Regions from separate parts of the Triticum aestivum genome. Here region 2 is linked to region 1. Evidence: chromatin contacts called from public HiCAR-type data. All regions are on one chromosome and are shown on one strand. The core of a region is the stretch at or near the end of the contact, and the rest is flanking DNA. Distances in the headings are between cores, read along the strand shown.

What was found. HiCAR-type assays count read pairs that join an accessible place to other places.
Region 2: a contact with region 1 is called in a HiCAR-type map of leaf, with 5 times the contacts expected there. The contact joins the promoter of LOC123104513 here to the promoter of LOC123104510 in region 1. A contact is called at or near these places in 1 of 5 Hi-C or Micro-C datasets (leaf) and 1 of 1 datasets of contacts at active chromatin or transcription factors (leaf).

What each region holds. Positions count from the first base shown.
Region 1 is chr5A:528,616,167-528,623,112 of IWGSC CS RefSeq v2.1, forward strand. It overlaps LOC123104510 (kinesin-like protein KIN-7J), which reads right to left and starts at 2,824. Exons shown (of 13, transcript XM_044526376.1): 1 at 2,468-2,824; 2 at 1,735-1,928; 3 at 1,550-1,639; 4 at 1,349-1,449; 5 at 1,153-1,266; 6 at 959-1,040; 7 at 771-838; 8 at 605-670; 9 at 384-508; 10 at 1-309. The coding sequence starts at 1,915.
Region 2 is chr5A:528,802,774-528,809,719 of IWGSC CS RefSeq v2.1, forward strand. It overlaps LOC123104513 (B-box zinc finger protein 18), which reads left to right and starts at 3,439. Exons shown (of 5, transcript XM_044526378.1): 1 at 3,439-3,721; 2 at 6,079-6,175; 3 at 6,260-6,375; 4 at 6,461-6,700; 5 at 6,809-6,946. The coding sequence starts at 3,629. The coding sequence ends at 6,898.

The DNA of each region.
Region 1 (6,946 bases), core at 1,574-4,073:
TTCAGAACCTCAGCATGAGTTGACAAGGAGGCTGATCCAGGAAACTTGAGCTCATTCTCCAACCTCGTAAGCTCTCTCTGAAGATGCTTCACTAATGCCTTGTCGGACATTACGACATTTACTTGTGCATTGGTGACTACATTTTTTGCACAGTTTGCAAACAAGAGTGTGTTCCTCGACTGCTCGACGTGGCAGTGCGCCGGGCTCATCGTGCAGATGATGGCTGTCCTCGCGTTGCCTCCCAAAGACGATTGCAGTATGCGAGTGAGCTTGGAGTCTCTGTAGGGGATATGGCCGTTTCTTCCACCGCTGCATCAGAAGCCAACTATTTCGTCAGAGCTTGGGCTTGTACTTCAAGAAGTATGACTTGAAATTCAACAAACCTGAGCTGGCGAATGACCTTTCCCAGTGTAAGAAGACTCTTATTGATATGGCTGCCCTCCTTTAGCCTCATACCGCTCGCCGCTGTCTGTGATGCACGTTCACTTCCTGCCAGATCGACGAAATTCTGCGCAGAAGGAGAAGCCCAGAGGCCATGCATGGAACTGTAGTATCGTCGAAAGAATCTAAAACACAGGAAGAAATTAAGGTGTTCACTTCATACCACGCAAGCCTGAAGGGTGCTGGAGTTGCCTTTCCCCAGGAACTGCTTGGCCGAGCTCTCAACCGTCTGCAGTTTACACAGGAGGCTAAGAACACAAGCAAATTTTCGCAGAACATGAATGACTACCGATCGCTGTTCAGTGTGATAAGGCCATAAGGGCACCTACCAGCCTGAGTATTTGGTGAGACCTGGAACTCGTTTCGTTCAAGGCAGTCTCCCCGATCTGTCTTTGAGCTGTGGCACAACACAAATGAGTGAGCAAAGCAGTAATGAACCAGTTGAGCCGCCTGCGCATATGCTATTTCCATTTTCGGTGATTCAGTGAAAGAAAGAAAAAAGGATTCAGCTCCACACCTTCACACACAGCAAGGAGCTCCAGGAGATGGCCTTTGTCCCTCAGAGTCTCCTCGGTGAGTTTTTCCACCACAGTTCCTTTCTGCTTGAACAATTCAAGCACAGTTGCACCAACCATGAGTAGGATGAACTCTGAATCTGATAGAAAAGAATTTTGTTGAATGACTTTCAGCTAGAAAGCAGTTTTATCTCACCTCCGGATCGTCGAGGAGCCGGAGAGGGGTGGCGTCGGAGCTGAGGAGGTCGATGACGGCCTCGTTGTATATCTCCATGGCCGAGAACTTGAGGATGAACTCCCTGTCGGGATGCTGAATTGAAGACCCGAAACAGAGCACGGGTTAAGCGCAGGCAAAGCAGACCAAGAGCAGCAGAGCCATGCAGACAATGCACCTGGTCTATGTAGGCGTAGATTTCGGCCATGCTGTGCTCCGTGATGCCGACCATGGTGTACGTCTTGCCGCTGCTCGTCTGCCCGTAGGCGAATATGCTCGCTGCAGAGCAAAGCAAAGAGCATGCAAGCAGGCAGAAAGTACACATCAAACCATTTTACAGCATTGGATTGGATGTGTGGATGGATGCTTTGGCACGTACAGTTGATGCCGCTGAGCACGGAGAGGGCGACCTCCTTGGCCCCTTCGTCGTACACCTGCCTGGTGCTGCACTCGGGGTCGAACACCCGGTCTGGAAGACGTACGGTCGATTGGGAAATGAACATTGTCTGCCATGGCAGATCAATTGAGATGCATGGAGTTAAGCAGGAGGAGGGCGCATGTTACCGTAGGTGTAGCTGGCCGGGAACATGGCGCGCTCGGGGATGGTGCCGAGGAACTTGAGCGTGGCGGGGCCGGCGCACTCCCATTCCGTGCCGTCGCCGCGCTCCGCCTCCCGGGCGTTCGCCGGCCGCAGCCGCACCGACACCAGGATCCGCTCCTGCTGCTGCTCCTCCCCGCCCGCCATCTCCGCCCCCTCCCTGGAACGGACGGCACACCAGAAATCAGCGTGCTGTATGTATGAAGCGAGGAGCGCACGGTGGCTAGCGCTCGCGTGGTCACCGCGCGCGCACGTAGTGCCCGTGTCGCGTCGAGCTACCCGGGCAGGACGGACGCAGAGCGCGCGCGCGAAAGCCAAAAGCGCGAGGTCACGGGCGGACGCCGGCGGTGCGAGGCGACGCGAGGTCGGCGAGCGGTCGACGTCGGCCACGCGCGCGCGGCCTAGCTTCTTCTCTCGGTGGAGCTTGGCACGTACTAGGTGCGTACGAAGCGAGCTCGGGGAGGGGCCGAAAGCGGCGCGCCAGCGGGCGGTGCCGAATGGATGCTGCGCCCTTTGTTTCTTGCCATGTTTGAACGGACGTGACGTTTCCTGGCCACTGACGGCGACGAACGGACCAAGACTAAGGTGGACGCATGTATGCGCCGCGACAAAAAATGCGGGCAAAAATCATCTGGAAGAGACGAGGCAACCAATTCACAGCGGAGGTGGAAGAGGTCGGTGGGTGAATTCATTGGTTACCTGCGGGAGGAATGGCCGCCCTCTTGCTCTCTCTGGCGGCACAATGCGAGAGGGAAACGGCAAGGCCGGCGGCCGCCGGCGAGGTGCTCCCGGGCTATCTCTCCGCGTGCACGTAGGTAATTTAGCTACCTCCTCCCCTCCTTGGCGAGGCGAGGAGAAAGAGGAAGGAGGAGGGAAGGGGAGGGGAGGGGCGCGGAAACAAGAGGGGGTGATTCTCGGAGCTGGCTCGGACGCCGCGCCGGCCAACCAACCGTTGCGAGGTACTACTCCCTCACGAGGGACCCCGCGTGTCCGCCATGTGAACGAAGGTGGCTAGCTAAACCGACGTACTCACGTAGTACGTGCCGCGAATCTATGGCATTCACCCCCTGTCTGCCGGACAAGGAAAGGAAAAGGAAAACGCGGCCGCCTAAAAATAACCGACCGTTCGGCCGTGCGGTAACGCGCACCTTTGCTGCTGCTAGTGGTGTAGGAGTACTAGCGGTAGCCATGCATCTGTGCTGCATCATGTGTCCGCGTCGGGTAAAATTGAATGGGAAACAGTGGCTCATGTGTCCGCTCGTGCTCATGGTGCCCCATGCGTACGATGGACTTGGCGACGGCGAGTGGCACGGGAGCAGCTTTAATGCATGCTCCCTGTTCCTGCATGCCCGGCCCCGTGCGCATGCACGGTACGCCTCCTGCGGCCGGCCGCGGCTGCTCTTGTCCGTGGGGAGCTTTACTGCCACTGCATGGCTTCAGGGTAGCGTCCATGTACACTGCACGGCGCAGAGGTTGGTAGTGAAGACGAACGGCAGGCAGACAGGGACGTGTGGACGCCCGTACGTACAATGCGAAGGTGGAATGTCGAGGTGTTTTCCTCCGCCGGTTTTTCGTGTCAGCTTCAAGAGGTTGTTGACACGCAGCGAGAGAGGCGTCAGCGTCACTCTTCACCCTCGTGGTCCTGTACGTTCCGTCGCAAACCGATCGGTCGAGACAAAATCCGCAAATCTGCCCACACGCGCACCTGACAATCCACGCATTTTTTGCCTTCGGTCTGGTTGCCAGCCTCTCTCTTGCTCGCTTCGGGATCAGGGACTCGTGTGCGTGTATGGAGTGCGCCGGCCTTGACAGCACAATAAGCTCCTTTTGGTTCATAGGATAAGATTATCGTAGAAATAGAAATTTTCTAGGAAATGAGATGACATGTATCTCAAATCCTATGAGTAGGAATAGGAAACGAGATGTTATTTGGTTGACATCAAAGAAATTTTTTCATTGAGTCTAGGCTCATTTTTATTTTCCTATGAAATGTGGAGGATAGGAACCAATCCTATGTAGGAATAGGAATCCATTCCTATGAAACAAATGACTCTAAAGAAAAAAATCCTATAAAAATCCTATCCTCTAGAATTCCTATGAAATTCCTCCAAACCAAAGGAAGCCTAAGTTCGGTCTACTGAACCATGAAACGGGTAGAAAGCGCTAAAGCATTTGATTGATTCAGTGGGCCTGGCAATTCCTTAATTCCTCCTTCTAGAGATCTTGCGCAAAATGGGCTTTGGTCCAAGGTGGTGTTCCTGGATCGGTTCGCTTCTTGCCATAGCGCCCAGCAAGATACTTCAAAGAAAGAAGTTCATTTTTCACCCTCAAATGTGCCTCGGTGGACAAATACCCGCTCTGAAGTCTATTTTGGTACAGTTTTAACTCTGAAATTAACAAAATTGAATAAATATGATCCTAGAGCGGTTTTATTATTATTTTGGTGGTTTTGGGAGAAGACGTCATCTTCTTCCTCTCTCCCTCTCTCCTCTGTGTCGTTCATCGACCTCCATGGCCGTCGATGCTCCCCACCTAGGTGCTACAAAGTCACCCCACATGCCCCAGCCCCTCCTTCGCCTTCCCCCCACCCTCTCGCGACGGGAATCCCGCGCCCCACACGCGCATGTGCTGCAATCAGCGTCGCCGCCGTTGCCGCCCACGCGGCCACCGGCCACCTTGAGCCACAACGCCATGTCAAGCGTCTCAGCCACGCCTCCCTCGCCTACTCTGCCATCGTAATTTGTGTCAGTCGCCCCTGAATTATAGCGGGGACGTTGTCGTGGATTTGTCACGGCAGATGTCCTAGCGAAAGGACTTAGTCGTGGAGCCATCGCTACGAGTTTACTTGAAGGGGTTAAAGCGGACACAAAGACACGAGGGGTTTATACTAGTTCGGCCCCTTCAATGAAGGTAAAAGCCTACGTCTAGTTGTGATGGAATTGATGTGGTCTCGATGGCTAGGGAGCAAACAAGCTTCGCCTAGGCTCGAGTTGTGGTTGTCTGTCCTGAACCGCCACCGGGTCGTCCCCTTATATACACGGGTGACGCCCGTCGGTCCATAGAGTCCTAACCGGTTCATACTCGTATTCCGGTTGGTATCTCTCTATTCCTTACTTACAATACAAGTCATACATCAGGCCGGTTTACGGCTACATGTTCTAACCGACTACAGGCCTTGGGCCTTCATCTGTTTATACCACTAATGAAGTTAACCCGGCCCAAGTAGGCCGGTTTACGCCTAGTGGTAATATCCCCAACATTAGGCCCCAGATTGATTTGAACTGGTTCATGTCAATCCTTCACACCATCTTGCGTCTTGGATATCTTCTGTTAATTGGCAAATCTCCATGTCGTCATCATTTTCGGTTGCTGTAAACCGGCATGACGTCATCAGTTTTGGTTACTGTAAACCGGCATGACGTCATTATGAAATTCATAACGCCCTCTTAATGACAGCTCCTGGATTCGCGCGTTTTGACCTAGCTCGGTTGCCTTATAAATAAGACCGAAGGGTCATTTCCTTTCTCTTCCCCTTCGTCCCTTCTTCTTCTTCTTCCTCACATCGCCGACTTTGGAGCTCCGCCACCACCGTCGACCTCTGCCTCGTCTCGGGCCGCTGCATCAACCTGAACGTACCAGAGTGTTGCGGCGTCTTTCCGCATCTTCTCTGTTCCCGGTAAGTTCTCTCTCCTCTTCTTAACCTAGATCCGTTCTTAGGGTTCCGTGTTCATGCTGTGTTCATCACGCGCTCATATCTGTTCTCTGATCTTGAATGAATCCGCGAACTCTTGCTGTGTTCAGTAGCGATCCCTAAGCATCCGCTTGCAATTTTTCATCTAATCCCATAGATCTCCCGCACATATCCGCTCAATGGTTCACTTCTGTTTCCGCCTTATTCTTCGAAATATTTCCTGTTTTTGTGAGCTTGCTGTAGATCCGCGGCTGTAACTCAATTTTGTGAAACTTGTTTCTGCATACACAATTATCCATAGCTTCAATTGCTTCCGACGCCTAGATCAGGCGGTTTAACTTTACCATAGAAAAAACTGCTAAACCGGTATCTATCATTAGTCCCCTGGTTGAACCGCCAGAACCCATTTGACGCCGCATTGTAGAAAACCGGTTTATAGGTACGGCCGCCGGTTTATCGTAGTTAGATTAACACCCTTTTTTTTATCCGGCATGTCCTTGAACTGGATTACCTATTTCTTGTAGATCTCGTCATGGCAAAACAAGTGTATGAGTGCAACTGGGTTCCCTCTCGCGTCACAGAATCACAGTTGGACGATCTAGTCCTGATCGGCGCTTTGGATAGTAAAGATACGATCCACTGGAGGGTTCCTGGAGATGAATGTCCTCCTACGCCCCAGGAAGGAGAGGTCGTGGTCTTCGCAGATCATATGGCCCGGGGCTTCAAACCGCCCGGCTCTAAGTTTTATCGGGATGTGTTAGCCAACTTTCAACTCCGTACACAGGATATTGGCCCCAACTCCGTCACCAATCTATGTCACTTTCAAGTACTTTCTGAGGCATACCTTCAAGAGGAGCCTTCAGTCGAGTTATTTAGAGATCTCTTTCATCTGAACCGCCGTACTGAATTCACTGACGGCCCTAATACCGAACTGGGCGGTATGGCCATTCAGAAAAGGAAAGAAATCACCTATCCCCACGTCAAACTCCATACTCACCCCAAGGAGTGGAACGCAACTTGGTTTTATTGCAAGGATACCTCCCCTGACAATGAAAATCCCTTGCCTGGCTTCCGTCTGGAACGGCTCAGCAACACTCACCCTTTTCCACAAAGGCTAAGCGCCAAGGAGAGAATTAAATATGCTCCTCAACTGTCCAAGCTCCGGGCCTTCATGGCCAATGGTTTAACAGGAATAGACCTTGCACGCTGCTGGATATCATGGAGCATTTTGCCTCTAAGCCGGCGCCCCAATTTGATGTGCAAGTATACTGATAGTGTCGATGACCCACTCCGACACACTAAAATCCAACTCCCTGATGACGAAGTCACAAAATCTGTGAAAAAGATGCTGAATGAACCGGAGCACCTCTGTGCTCAAACCGGTCTGCCTCCTTACTGCACCACCAACAAACCGCCAGCGGTAATATTTTAATTGCTCTATTGTTGAACCGGTTACTTTTTTTATATGTTTAACATTTAATTACTGC
Region 2 (6,946 bases), core at 2,189-4,688, 190 kb after region 1:
CTTGTCGGGATAATTCCTTTGAATGTAATAGAGTTGTGCTGGATGCGAGTTGTATCAAATTGCATTTTTTTCCAACGTGCCTTCGTAACTGAGGTTTAAGCTACCGCCGCCGTCCATTAGCACTTTATGTAGTCGGCATCCGTCCACTATGGGGCCGAGAACCAGAGCGGCTGGGCATCGGCTTAAGTCGACCACCGGCTGATCGTGCTGCTCGAACGTGACCACGCGGACGGTGGTGTGCGTATCGGGGCATGGACGAGCTCCTGTAGAGCCCGTTTTCTTTTATTCCCTGACTTGTATGTTTGGTAAATCATCAGGACCTCAGCTTCTTCCAAGGGCTTTGCGGAATAACTAATGGTGTGCCTATTTGCGAGGAGGGCCTCGCCACCCTTGGCCACTTGTTTCACAACCCAATAGGCTCGAAGGCTGCGGGTTGGATTGGTGTTGACTAAAATAGAGTGTATAGGGCATGGTTGATTCAGCAGTCCATCTAGGGTGGTCTGGGATCTCGTCTTCTTTATTTTTGGAGATGACTCTACTAGCACGGGTTGCTTGAATGGCTCTCATTATGCGAGGTCATGTGTTTTTGATCCATTCGAGTACACTAATTCCTGGGACAGCCAGGCCTCTTCAATGGCGCAAAATTTTATCACCAACTCTGAGAGTTCGAAGAAGGTGTGGACTCGACACCGAGCGAGGGAGTTTAACAGTCCCTCATCATGACAGTTGTGGCTAAAGGCAGCCAGTGCTTCCGCATCTGGGGAGTTGGCTATTCTGTTCTTAATGAGCAAGAATCATGACCAAAATTCTCGAATTGTCTCTTCGGAATGCTGTTTTACGTCTAGCGGGTCACAGACATTGGGAGGCCCCGAGTTACTTGGACAGTATTCAATGTGGGTGGTGGGTGGGGTAAAAAAATCCTAATCCAATGGGGGGGGGAGCTCTGAGGCTCCCCCATGTCCTTTGCGGGGAGAGTGCACTGAAGAGGAAGTCCCCGGGCTTGGCTTGACATCCGAAACACCAGCATCTCCTGGCTTATTATTTTCATGCTTACTCCTCATGGGAGGGCTTGGATCCGAGGTTCCTTTAGGTTGGATTCCGTTGGCCAAACTGGTAAAAGGAGCGTAAAGCTCCAGAAGACTTCGCGATCGTGCCCTACCACCTCGAAGGGGGAATGCGATTCGAGATCTGTCGGGTCTCTGGATGGCCCGTTGGCGAGAGTCGTCGATGCGTCTATGGAGCTAGGGAGACTCGGATAATCGGTTGGTGAAGCCATCGGTCCGGGGCGATCAACAGTGAGGTGTCAATGAAAGCACCAATGTCGGTGTCAAAACCGGCAGACGTCGGGTAGGGGGCTGAGCTGTTAGATTGGATCGATGGGTAACAAGAGATAGACGACATGGTGTTTTTACCCAGGTTCGGGCCCTCTTTAAGGAGGTAAAACCCTACGTCCTGCTCTTGCTTATATTATGGATGTATCAAAGTACATAGTTGATCTACCTCGAGATCGTGAGTTGTGGTCTAAACCCTAGGGGTATGAGGATGCTGAATGTATGAAATGCGTCTAAGGACTAAACCCGCTGGTTTATATATGAACTAAGGGTATCTAGAGTTACACATGGTCGGTTGGCATCTAGGGTTTGCATGCCGAATCTAATAGATTTTCTTGGAGCACACGCCACATCTTTGGTGAAGCCGGATACACATAGGTTGGAGGTCTCCGGAGTCCTTCCTCATTAACAGGCCACTAGCTCGACCCACAAACTAAGCCACCTGGGCCGAGGCCCCCTAGTCTAGGACACCTTCAACCGTCCAGTATGCCTACAAAGGAATTTACCACTCTCGGTGATGAGCATCATGAAATTGTTGATGGAGAATGGTTGGTGATGACGACGGTGGCGAATCCCTCTCTCCGGAGCCCAGAACAGACTCCAAATTAGTGCTCTCGATGAAAAACATGAGGGGTGGTGGCTCCGTATCGTAAAACACAATAAACTTTTTCCTCTGGAGGAGACTGAATATATATATGCTTGGAACTAGGTCAGACAGAAGCTCGTGGGATGACACGCCACACTTGTCGTTGATAGAATATGAAGGTATGGGCAGACACCCCACACTTGTCATTGATAGATTTCTCATTGATTCAGTCGTGGCTGATATTAAGCATGTGACTGATGTCTTTGCCTCATGTGCTACCTAAATCATGTAAAAATTATGTTAGTTTTTGTGTTTTTCATTCTGATCCGGATTGCATACGGGCGACTCTTTGCAGTGTTGCCATTTGATCAATAAAGTAACCTTATCTTAAAAAAACTTTGTTGCCACTGCAAAGTATGATAAATGTGTCACCACTTCAAAATATGGTAAGTGCGTTATCATTGCAGCCCGCACCTTCCACATCTGTAAGGCAAAAAGTAGCACTCCCTCCATTTTTGTATACAAGACCACTATCAAAATTACAATTTGCATCTATACAAGGCCACTAACATCAATCGAGGTAAAATTGATGAGGTTTGCCTCGTACTAACAACCGAGGACATTAATATCCCTTGCATGCATGTGGGAATGAGAAGGTTGGTTTTCGTGTATCACATTAATCAACCAATGAGGAGTGGGAGGGTTGTCTTGTTGTGTGTTGAAGAGAAAATGCACATTAATTAACACGTCAAGTGAGAAAAAAGACTAGCTTGCAACATTGGTTTAAGTAGGCATTGATTTCTACCTTGGTACCTGTAATATAAGTTTGTGGCCTTGTATACAAAAATGGAGGGAGTATATATAGTTTTCCAGGCAGTAATCCAAAATTAGGCATGAGGCAGCATACCAAATATGTCACTCTTTTAAAAAAGACAGCGACGCACCTACCAGTAGACATTTGGCGGGAGAAGAGAACCACCCAGCGACGGATTCACAGCCACACACACGGCCCTTTTCTAGTTCGTGGCGCACGCCTCTCTTGGGCCCACCTCCCCCTAAAAATCAAATCCCAAATCCACAAAACCCACCCACCCACCACCACCACCAGGCCCATCCGAGAAGCCTCAACGTGTCAGATCCAGCCAGCCCAGGATACCCCTGCCCCACCGTCAGCGGCGCGGGTCGGCCATTTTATCCGGTACCCGAAGCAGCCCCAAAGCTGGGCGTACCCCCTCCCGCTTTACAGCGGCATGAGCCGGGTCCATGCGCCGGAGGTCGGCACGCCGCAGAGACGCCGGGGGGGCCCGCGCGCCGTACGGCCCGCGGCCGCGTGGGCCGGGTCCACGGGGGTGTGCGCCCGTGGGTCGCGGGGCCCCACCGCCGATCCCGCGGCGGCTTCGCACCACCAGTCCCGCGGGGAGTCCTCCGCCTCCAGCTCGCGAGTCGCTGCCACATCACATCTCGCCTCCGCCTCCTCCCTCCTCCCTCCCTCCCCACAAACACCCCCGGCTCCCGCCGCTGCCGCGTCTTCTACCCGTCCAGTCGCCCTCCCCGCTGCCGACTTGTCGCCGCAGCCGAAGCACAGCACAGCACAGCGCGGAGGCGGAGAGAGGTTGATCCGAGGGCGGAGAGAGAGGACGTAGCGCGCGGAGGGGAGTGAGGAGGGAGGGCGGGATGGAGGGCGGACGATGACTGCGCGCGCCGCGGCGGGATGAGGACGATCTGCGATGTGTGCGAGAGCGCGGTGGCGGTGCTCTTCTGCGCGGCCGACGAGGCCGCCCTCTGCCGTCCCTGCGACGAGAAGGTGCGCGCTCTCTCCCTACTCCCGCGACCATCTGTCCAGCCACGCGGATCGGGCTACGCCTTGGCGTTGCTGCCTCAGTATGCGGTGTTGACCAGCCACGGGTCGCTGGCTGTTGCTCCGATGGCTGGGTAGATCTGGAGCTGCGATCGAGAGAATCGCTCCACTACGTTCGTCTTCTCGCATGGTGGATCTGGGAGAGCTGTCCTGACAGCTCTGACGTTTTTTGAAAAACAACTTTGAAAAGGCTACTCCCTTTATCTGAAATTTTTCGTTCACTATGGCGTTGGCTTCATACTACAGTAGTAAATTACTAATATTCCTGCTATATCTACGTATTTCGAGTCTGGTGATTACCATGGGCTTGCACCCCGAATCCCACATATAGTTGGTGACTCTGTAGAGATTATGGTTTAGCTTACCTTGCGAGACTACAAATTTCTCAATACGGTGCGATGGGGCAAAAAAAAAGGGTGATTGGTTTACACAACTTTGTTGCTCATGTGTCAAACGTTGTTCTTATCCTCGAAAACTTATGCTTATGGATCACTTGAAGTTCAGTTCCGAAATGGCCAATCTGTATAAATGAGAATATTCTCTATTCTTTTTCTCATTCTTTTAGTGGTAAAACTAGTTATGCGAAATGCAAATGATATTCCCTACACAGTATACCTTATGATGTAGGCTGTGACCTTGGTTTATTTGTTTTCTGAGAAGCTACAGAATCGGTATCATGCTATTCAAAATCAGCAGTGCATACAAAGTACATATTGTTTTTTAGGTGAACATTCCAACTTGGCATGAAATGCTTTTTAAACCAGTTTAAATGTACCGAGGTGGATGCTGCTGTCTGATAAAGCTATAGCTGATGTTGATGGTACTATATGTGGGTTATTGTGCATGTGGGTGGGCTGAGGTCCCGGTGGCTTCATGCGCCCAATCATTTCTAGATTTTGATCATTTTTGTTTGACATATTATGAAACACATTTCATAAACAATAGTTCTTTGAACATTTTTGGCTTGTTGCTATTATTTTTATATTATGTCTTGATTTACCCATTAATTACTTTATCTGTCCGTTCTGTGCTATTGCTGTGCTTTGTTGGAGGTGTCAAATGCTCTTATAAAAATGTTGAAATGATAATCTTTTACGGTGCCTATTATCATCTTATAACCATTGTATGCTCGTTTTTCTTTCCTTTGATGTTCTGTAATACTCCCTCCGTCCCAAAATAAGCGTCTCAACTTTGTACTAACTTTAGTACAAAGTTGCACTAAAGTTGAGACACTTATTTACAAAGTTGCACTAAAGTTGAGACACTTATTTTTTTTTTGCGCATGTTGAGACACTTATTTTGGGACGGAAGGAATACATGTTTAATGAACAGTACTTGTCAGCATTAGATCTTCTACAGAACTCATGCACGCTGATTGCCCAACATAAGAACCCAGGTCTTCTCATGAACTTAAAAGAAGGTGTCACACTAGCTAGTGTTTGTCACAGTATGCTAGGACTATGTTTCTGTTTCCAGTTGATAATAAATTGTGTAGTTGTGTACGAAACTGTTGCCTTGTCAAAGCATGTGTATGTGATTAGAAGACAATACTATTTTGCTAATTAGCAAGTATACTACTGGGACTAGAAGTGGTCCCTCCACCTACCAATTTTCTGCAACCTACTGGAAGTTCCCAAACTGCTAGGACGTTCGTGGCATGTTGCACGCTGGAGCATACGTTTTCCAAGCAATTTGCTCCGTTACCAAAAGAGTGCCTACTTGACCTTTTGCAGAACTGCAAATGAGCCCAAATAGTGATTAATGCCCCCCTCCAAATAGGTGTTCTGACATTGCTAGTGTGGTGACATTGTCGGGAGCATTTGTGTTGCACAACATATTAAAGTTGCTTAAAGGTGAAAACACCATTTTTGTCAGCAAAATTTTACAAATAGTATAAATGGTAGTCCCAATTTCATACAGAAAAATGGGGAAGGCTATATCCTGTTATTTTTTCATACGAAGAATGATGCTACTTATGTTGGTTTACAATTCATCACAAGCACTGGCGTTCCAAAGTCTATTCAGTATCTTATTTGGTCAAGCTGGAGCAAATGTTGTGCTCTTGATTTGTAAATTCAAATGATAAAGTTATGGCTCTATTATGCTTTTAGGTAATATATAGCCATACTATTGTCCAAAGTAGTGCATGTCTGATGCATGTGCAAATCCTTTCTGCAGTACTATTAAAAAAGATACACGTTCCAGTTTTCATTGCTTCAAATCATTATAACTTGAATACTTGATTGTCAAGGCACAATCTTCATCTTCCAGTTTCTGATATTTCTTTGAATGTTGTACTCCAGGTACATATGTGTAACAAGCTTGCTAGTCGGCATGTAAGGGTTGGGCTTGCGGACCCTAATAAATTAGTACGCTGTGATATATGTGAAAGTTCTCCTGGTATGCATTTTCGACCTTAAAACAATTCTTATGTCACTTATCTATTAAAGTTTGATTTCATCAGCTTTCGACCTGTCTATGCAGCTTTCTTCTACTGTGACATAGATGGTACATCACTTTGCCTGAGTTGTGATATGGCTGTTCATGTTGGTGGGAAACGAACCCATGGAAGATACTTGCTGCTAAGACAACGAGTCGAAGTATGATTTTAATTGTTAATCAACTAATGGTTGAAATCTCATGTACTATATTATATTATTACTTGAGGTTTGAAATTTTGATTAGTTTCCAGGAGATAAACCAGGGCATATGGACGATGTAGCCATGCAACAGATGGAGTCTGAAAACCCAAGGGACCAAAATAATGCTCATTCGGTAGAAAAGGAGCAAATGGTGAACCACCACCACAATGCCTATGATCCGGCCTCAGATGGCAATTGCAACGGCCAGGGTGCCATTGACTCAAAAATGTTTGATCTTAATATGAGGCCAGCTCGTAATAATGGGCAAGGTTCAAGTTCCCAGGTCTGTCCTATTTTTGCCATAACAGAAGTAACTTGTCTCAAGTGTTCTTTCCCAAGTACTTACAGTCTCTCCTCTTGTCTCCATTACTCTTCCTGGTGGCAAATCCAGACTCATGGAGTGGATCATAGCCACAACAACAACCATGACTCTTCAGGAGTGGTCCCAACATGCAATTACGATGGAGCCACCGACAAGTAAACATTGGAATCTCAGAATGTAAATTGCTTCGGTTGCTGTTATAAACAT